Regions from separate parts of the Zea mays genome. Here region 2 is linked to region 1. A link is a contact called in public Hi-C data. All regions are on one chromosome and are shown on one strand. The core of a region is the stretch at or near the end of the contact, and the rest is flanking DNA. Distances in the headings are between cores, read along the strand shown. Region 1 holds the start of LOC100278343. Region 2 holds the start of LOC103650892 (60S ribosomal protein L5-1).

Region 1 (3,357 bases), core at 447-2,946:
AAAGAGTTACATAAAGGCTCGAGGGATGTTGTCGGGTACCTGGAAACTAGGTACCCAAAGTAGGTCCATAAACTCTTAATGGCCCACTCGTCGACCGGCCTACTACCAAGCAACACAGTGAAGCGGAGTAGCCGACCAATCCTCCACTGGGCAACCCTGCGAGGCGGAACGAATGACCGGGCTCTTTGTCGAGCAAACCTGTGAGGCGGAGCGGATGATCAAGTCGCTGCCAAGCAACCCCGTGAGGCGGAACAACCGACCAAGTCCTGGCCGACCAACTCGACGAGGAGGAGGCAAAATCCCAGTACGACCGACGAACATCAACATAATAAGATGGTTCTCCACCAAACTACGTCTGGACCACAGGCACGACATACCGTAGGCGCACCAAGAGGTCACTATCGGCATGATTGCAGGCCCCCACATACGGTCCCAGACGTGTCCCCGCTGACTTGTGGGGCCACTCAACCCCGATTGTGGGGACCTCAGTGTCGGAGTCTCTGTAGTTACCCGCATATAGGAATAGATGGGACAATACACCATAACGGGTGTATGCCTACGCATACAGGAATGTGTCACAAGGCTCATGACGATAGACAAAGTTGCACCACGCACGACCCCAAAACACGTAGTAGAACTATCCCTGGTAGGGGTCACTACATCAGCATGAGACTTGCTATAGGGACCCGTATACCATGCATACGAAGTGTTACGCCATAACGGGAGTATGACTGAACACGACCCTACGGACGATGTCAGGAGAACTACGTCACTCAGAGGCAACATACCAGGCACCCTCCAGGAGAATACAAGTCCACACTGTAAGGTCCTACCCTTGAGTTATAAAAAGGCAGGGGCCCCTCCTTCTTCCCACACACCAACAGTTTTAACACGCTCCAAGGCAATACAACGATCAACACTAAACTAGACTAGGGCACAAACTTGGACCAGTATAAACCATTTGTCTCAAATTCCACATTCGAGTCCCAACGATTCATCATTCGGAGTGAGTCCGCGCTAGCATCTCCCACCCAACACAAACCTTGTTGTCCCCCGGTTTTCGAAACGATGACAAGAGGTGCTTCACGAATTGGAATTTTATACCTTCACGTGAAGTTGAGGATAAGGGCATGTACAATCCAATTAAACGAGGGATCTCTTAGGGGTTAAGTGAAAATAAAAAAATTAAGAGACAATCTTTTCATGAAGAGCGAGTCTCTATACGACTCTGTACATATTGTGTATTGGCAGTATTTAGGGGGTGTTTGGTTAGAGGGACTAAAGATTAGACTCTAGTTTTTTAGACCCATTTAGTCTTTTTTTTTTGCCAAACACTAGGTCTAAAATATGTACTAAAATGATTTAGTCTTTAGTCATTCACACATGTGCTAAAAGGGACTAAATCATATTAATTCCACATTTACCCTTCATTTAATTCAATTGTACTAATAGCAGAAAAATGTTAAAGGTCATTTTAGTCTTCTTATGAGTTATTTAGTATATTCTTACTAATTTTAGCCCCTAGAACCAAACATGTTAGGGACTAAATTTTAATCCTCTAACTAAACTTTAGTTTCTAGACTAAAGAAACCAAACATTATTATGTAAAAGATTAGAATTGTATGATACGATGGTTAGACCTTAGTGGAAAACCGTTCCCATAGCTCAGTGTTGTGCACCTTTGCCACTGGTTCATTTTTTTTCTCCGCTCGAAGCCCTCCTATCTCGATCGATTTTCTCTCTGCTCTGACGGCTCTTGGGAAACCCTAGCCGTCGGGCGCCCTGGGCAAGCCCACCGGAGGACGCCGGAGCCGAAGGGGAGTCGCAAACGCAGAGATCCGGCTACAACGTGGCTTTCCCGACCGGTTGTGGCGGCGATTTCGCATCACATAGATCCGCTCGTGGCCTTCCCTTCTGCGCGGTCGGTGGATCCTCTGGAGCTCCGCTGGCGCCCCGAGCAGGGCTCTCTCGGCGTGGAGGGCGGAGGCAAGGGACGGGTGTGGCAGCGGCTTCGGCCAGCCCACGGCTCCCAGCCCCTGGCGGGCAGCACTCAGTCCCTGGCGGCGAGCTCGTATTCCCAGACCTTGCCTCCACTTTCTGGTGGTTCTAGCAGCAATTCGGTTAGTATTTTAGGAGTCTACAACCAGCCCATAGATTTTGTGTGCGCATATACAAACACTTTGCATATTGTTCCTTTGTATACGTGAATTCCTTCGTACATGTACAACCCTGTATGTGTATGCATCAGATATGAATTTTGTCTGAATTTACAGGGACACTGGTGGATATTTTAGAACAAACACTCGCCTTTTGAAATCAAAGATGCTTGTCATATTTATGTATAAATACCGCCAACTATGAATATACTATTAAAATTACCTCTAAAAATGTCGGTGCAATATCATCTATTTTTTTTAAATTAAGACTGATGAGAACATTGTGAAGAAAACAAGCTCATATGGTGAATACTTCGATCAAGGGTACAAATGACTTTTTTAACTAAATCTTCAAGTTTGTGAAGCTTTACCGTGAAGTTGGTCTATGGTGAAGTTGGTGAAGCTGAGCTTCAAATTTGTGAAGCTGATCTATGTTTTGTGAAGCTGATTTATAGCTCAGCTTCACCAACTTCACCATAGATCAAGAGTTAGTCTGCAAGCCAAACACTTTAAAAACCTCAGCAACTTCACCGTGAAGCTGATCTATGGTGAAGTTGGTGAAGCTGAGCTCTCCCAAATAGGCCCTATAACTGCATACATGCCTACTAACTTTTGTTTTCCAATAGTCACATGCCCTTTACTGTGGTGCCCCCTGTATTTCGAGTTCAGCCTGGTTCATTACGTAGCATGTGTGATTCTTTGCTTGTTTTCGCTCCAGATTTCTGGTGAGAAATTTCACTCCGAAGATGGTTCAACTCTTTTTGCAAGTGCCGGCAGAATGCGGCAGTGTTAATACAGTTGTCGTGGAAGGGAGGAGATCTCTTTTTCACAATGTTGAGTCCATAATCAAGTCATTGACAAAATCAGCAGGCAGGTATGAAGCTCGGCTGTGGCTCTGTGCCACTGTCTCGTTGGTCCATTCGCTCAGTGACTGTGGCCAGAGGGACCTGTTTCTTGATCTCTTAGAGAGGAAGAATTCCAGGCGTGATGTCGCTGCTCGCTTGCTGCGTATGATTTTCGATAAGAAACCCAGAATGGTTGGGTCTATTCTAGCAAGAAAAGGCCATATACTGGAGGATTTCTTCCGAGGTAATTTTCCTAAGAGCTAAAAACTGATTGTATTTTTATCTGTTACTTAAATACATCTTGTTTTGCTTTACTTATACGCCCAAATAATTGCTTATTTGAAACATGTTTGCAA
Region 2 (3,535 bases), core at 712-3,211, 410 kb before region 1:
CGTGGTCGGGAGACACGCATTAGGAGCCTGTTCTTTGGAAGGGTTCGACGTTCGAGCATCAATGATCGGCAGGGCGACACAACAAAAGAGCACCGGCAGGCCGACCTTTCTGCTTCTTCGTTCGTCCGGACGTTAAGGAGACCCGCCAGGGAGGTCGACGGCAGCTCATGCGTCTGCATCGATCATGGTGTCCGCGCCCGCGGCAGAATAGAAGGGGAACGACGGATCCGACCAGGGAGGCCACTGGAGCGATGGATCCGGCCGAGAAGACGCGATCCGGCCAAAGGGACGACAGATCGAGCCGAGAAGGTCACAACAACGTGGATCCGGGCGGGAAGGCCGCGACAGCGACGGATCCAACGAAGACGATGAAGGGGAGGGTGACGGGGCGGTTCCAGCTGGACATGGGCCTACTCCGGACCTAGCAAGGGTTGTCGACGCTAGCGACGGAAAATGCTCATGAGGTTGGCGCAACTGGGTGGCGGCGGCCAGCCCTGGACGCGGCGGCTGCGTGGATCCGGGCGGCGCTGTAGAGCCTTAGGAGGGAGGGGTGAGCAGCGCAGGGCCCTACTCGGCCATGGACGAGGAGTCAACAACATAGAAGGAGAGAGAGAGCCACTGTCGTGGGCGCCTGCTGCGGTGGTGGCGAGGCCACCCACACCACAGGTTGTCGCGGCAAGGTCGCCCACGCCCGCTGCAGCGGCAGTAGGGCAAAGAAGCGTGCCCCGCGACGAATCTGGGCCCACGAGCAGCGCCGTGGTTGGATCTAGGCAGGCGAGCAGAGGTTGCCGGCAGGGAGGGGTCGTCGCGCCACCAGGTTGGAGGTGAGGGGTGGCCGCACTGTTGGGAGGGGGTGGCGCGCCCATCGACACGAGCGGCTGTAGCTGCGATCGTGACCGAGAGGGGGGGTGGGGTGGGCGCGCGGCTGAGGGCAGCCGCAGCCGCAAGCAGGCGAGCCCGCCCACCGCCACCACTCCACTTGAGAGCGAGCAAGCCTAAGGAGGGCGGTCGTCGGGGCAACGCCGAGCCGCGGGCGCACGCACATCGAGGAGAGCGCGACACGGGCTCACGAGCGCGTGGACGCGGACGCGCGCAGGGTAGGCAGCCGACGGCGCGGGCGTGCACCGCGAGGCACGAGCGCGCGTGTGGACGGCGGGTGGCACCGCAAGGGTCTCCGGCGCGGATTCAGCGGGTGGGAGAGTAGGGGCACAGGGCTTGGCGGCCAGGGAAGGCTTGGCCTACGGAGGGGAAGGGAAGCTGCCCCCTGCCCCCAGGAGGGAGGGTTGAGTCTCCCGGGGGTAGCAGCTAGGAAGACAGTGGCTGGCTATGGGGGTGGGTGGCGCCTGTTGTGGGTTGGGGAAACCCTAATCCTAAATCTAGTATGATACCATGTAGAATGTAGAAGTATAAAGTGTTTGATATATTGATATGAGAGGTTTGCTACGACAAACAATCTATTAGGGTCTCCAAGTTGCAGTTGATCAGTGTGAGGCTTGCTACGACATTCCTCCTTTTTTTTATCAGCTGAAGCAGTACACAGGAACAGTGTTTCTTCTCCTACTCAACCAGCGGCAGCAGCTGCGGCTACAGCCTACGAGCGTTTTTGTTGGGCACCGGTGCCGCTGGTTGCTAAGGTATATAGAGCTAGAATGGCATGACAGGGCTATGTTGCTGCTCCTTTCAGATTCACCATGTATTTTTGGGCTGTCATCTATGCAAATGTGTTAGTTTGAGTGTAGCGAATCTTACAACAAAACTTTCTTGACTCCACCCTTTTACCTCTAAATGTTGCTTGACTTGAAGGTGGACTGTAGCCTGTAGGGTAGTCCTGTACTAGTCACGAGCTCTACCGTTCAGCCCTCATTTTTGCTGCCAGGGTGAACAATAAATTCCAAGACGAAAAAAAACATCATCTAGCAGAGTGTAAAGAGTAAAGACGAATCCAAGGTACCAGCATAGATACTATTGGAATTCCAAATTTTGGAGAACAAAACTCGTCAGAGTGGCCAAACAATACAGCGGATGCTGCTCCAGTACAAAAAAAAAAAACAGGCCCATCAATTCATGAACTCATCACTCACCGAACATCTCTACCATTCTAGCCCACCAACACCGACGGGAGGCCCATTTGTCCCAGCAGCACGCTCGAACCGATCCTGGCCATCCATCCCAGCGACAAGACGCTATCGGCCCGTCCACCGGCTAGGGTTTCCCCAGAGTTAAAAGGCCCGGAGGAGGCGCCCCTATAAACCCTTCCCTTCTGTCGCTGCTCCCACCTCTAGCCCGACAGGTGAAGCCGCCGCCGCTGCAGTGTCCATAGCCACCGCAGGAGACTGAGATGGTAAGATCACGGGCTCTTCCGCTATCATTCTGCTTATTCGTTCGATTGCTGCGCCTGTGATTGTGCAACTAGCGTTTACTTGGGTAGATTTCTTCACTAGTGGAGGGACTGGAGTGGCAAGGGCGTAAGTAGCCGCCGCGTTCAGTTAGCGCGGTGATGGGTCAGCATGCTGGCTGGAGGAAGGCTACACTTGTGGCACCGAGCGATTCGTGCTCGGATCGACGTTTAGGTAGAAGAAGTATATTGGATGGGCCTTTCGGTATTATTTTTTTGGATGTCGACCAAAAAATGTTTGATCGAAGGGAGGGCTCCGGACCCTTCTGCCCAATTGACTAAGTGGCCTACTGTTCGTGGCTATAGTCGTTTAGTTTATCAGTTATTGCATCTGCTATATAGCGTATTTGTGATTGTATGTTCACGCGAGGATCTATTGTTGAAAGTCTGTCATTTGGTCGTTTCTTAATCTTTCCAGGGATTACGATTCTCCATTTCTTGAAAGGTTTCAATTGTTCTGGAAAAAAACTCTGTTATGTTTACTAGATCTGTACACTATAATGGATATAACTGTTTTTATGCCTCTGCAAAATTTTGCGGATTCTTTCTATTGATGTTGATGTGTCATGAGAGCTATCTTAATTTGGTGTCACGGTTCCTTGACAAGTATTGGACTATTGGTAGAATGTTCTCGCCATATGTACTGCATCTATATTATTGACTCAGCTGTGACTCTTGATAAATATGCATTTGCAGCTTTGTTTGAGTATGACACTTACTGAATAGTTTTTGGTTGACAACTTAGTGAAGTCTGTTGTATGCATACTTGACAGAATTCATGCTCAACCTTACCTGTGCGTTTAACTATTTGTGTACCTTTCGGTTATCTCCCCAGGGGGGTTTTGTCAAGACCCACAAGACCAATGCGTACTTCAAGCGTTTCCAGGTGAAGTTCAAGAGAAGGCGCGGTATGTTTTGTCTGCTCTTTTGATGTTTGCATTACTATCATTTTTATTTCCTGTTTGATTGAAAGCCTTTTTCTATTGACCTTGTTTGCAGCTGGCAAGACAGACTACAGGGCCAGGATAAGGCTGATTAACCAAGACAAAAACAAGTACAATACACCCAAATACAGATTTGTTGTGCGATTTGTATCCTTTGATTCCTTCATCATTTGTTTTCTTTGTTCTTTAATCATCT

Evidence for each region. Hi-C and Micro-C count contacts between places; a contact is called where the count stands out from the background.
Region 2: a contact with region 1 is called in a Hi-C map of tassel, with 3 times the contacts expected there. The contact joins the promoter of LOC103650892 here to the promoter of LOC100278343 in region 1. A contact is called at or near these places in 4 of 25 Hi-C or Micro-C datasets (ear, endosperm, leaf and 1 more).

What each region holds. Positions count from the first base shown.
Region 1 is chr3:172,427,486-172,430,842 of Zm-B73-REFERENCE-NAM-5.0, reverse strand. It overlaps LOC100278343, which reads left to right and starts at 1,696. Exons shown (of 5, transcript NR_158670.1): 1 at 1,696-2,120; 2 at 2,875-3,245.
Region 2 is chr3:172,841,919-172,845,453 of Zm-B73-REFERENCE-NAM-5.0, reverse strand. LOC103650892 (60S ribosomal protein L5-1) reads left to right here and starts at 1,961. Exons shown (of 9, transcript XM_008676480.3): 1 at 1,961-2,341; 2 at 3,231-3,303; 3 at 3,395-3,486. The coding sequence starts at 2,339.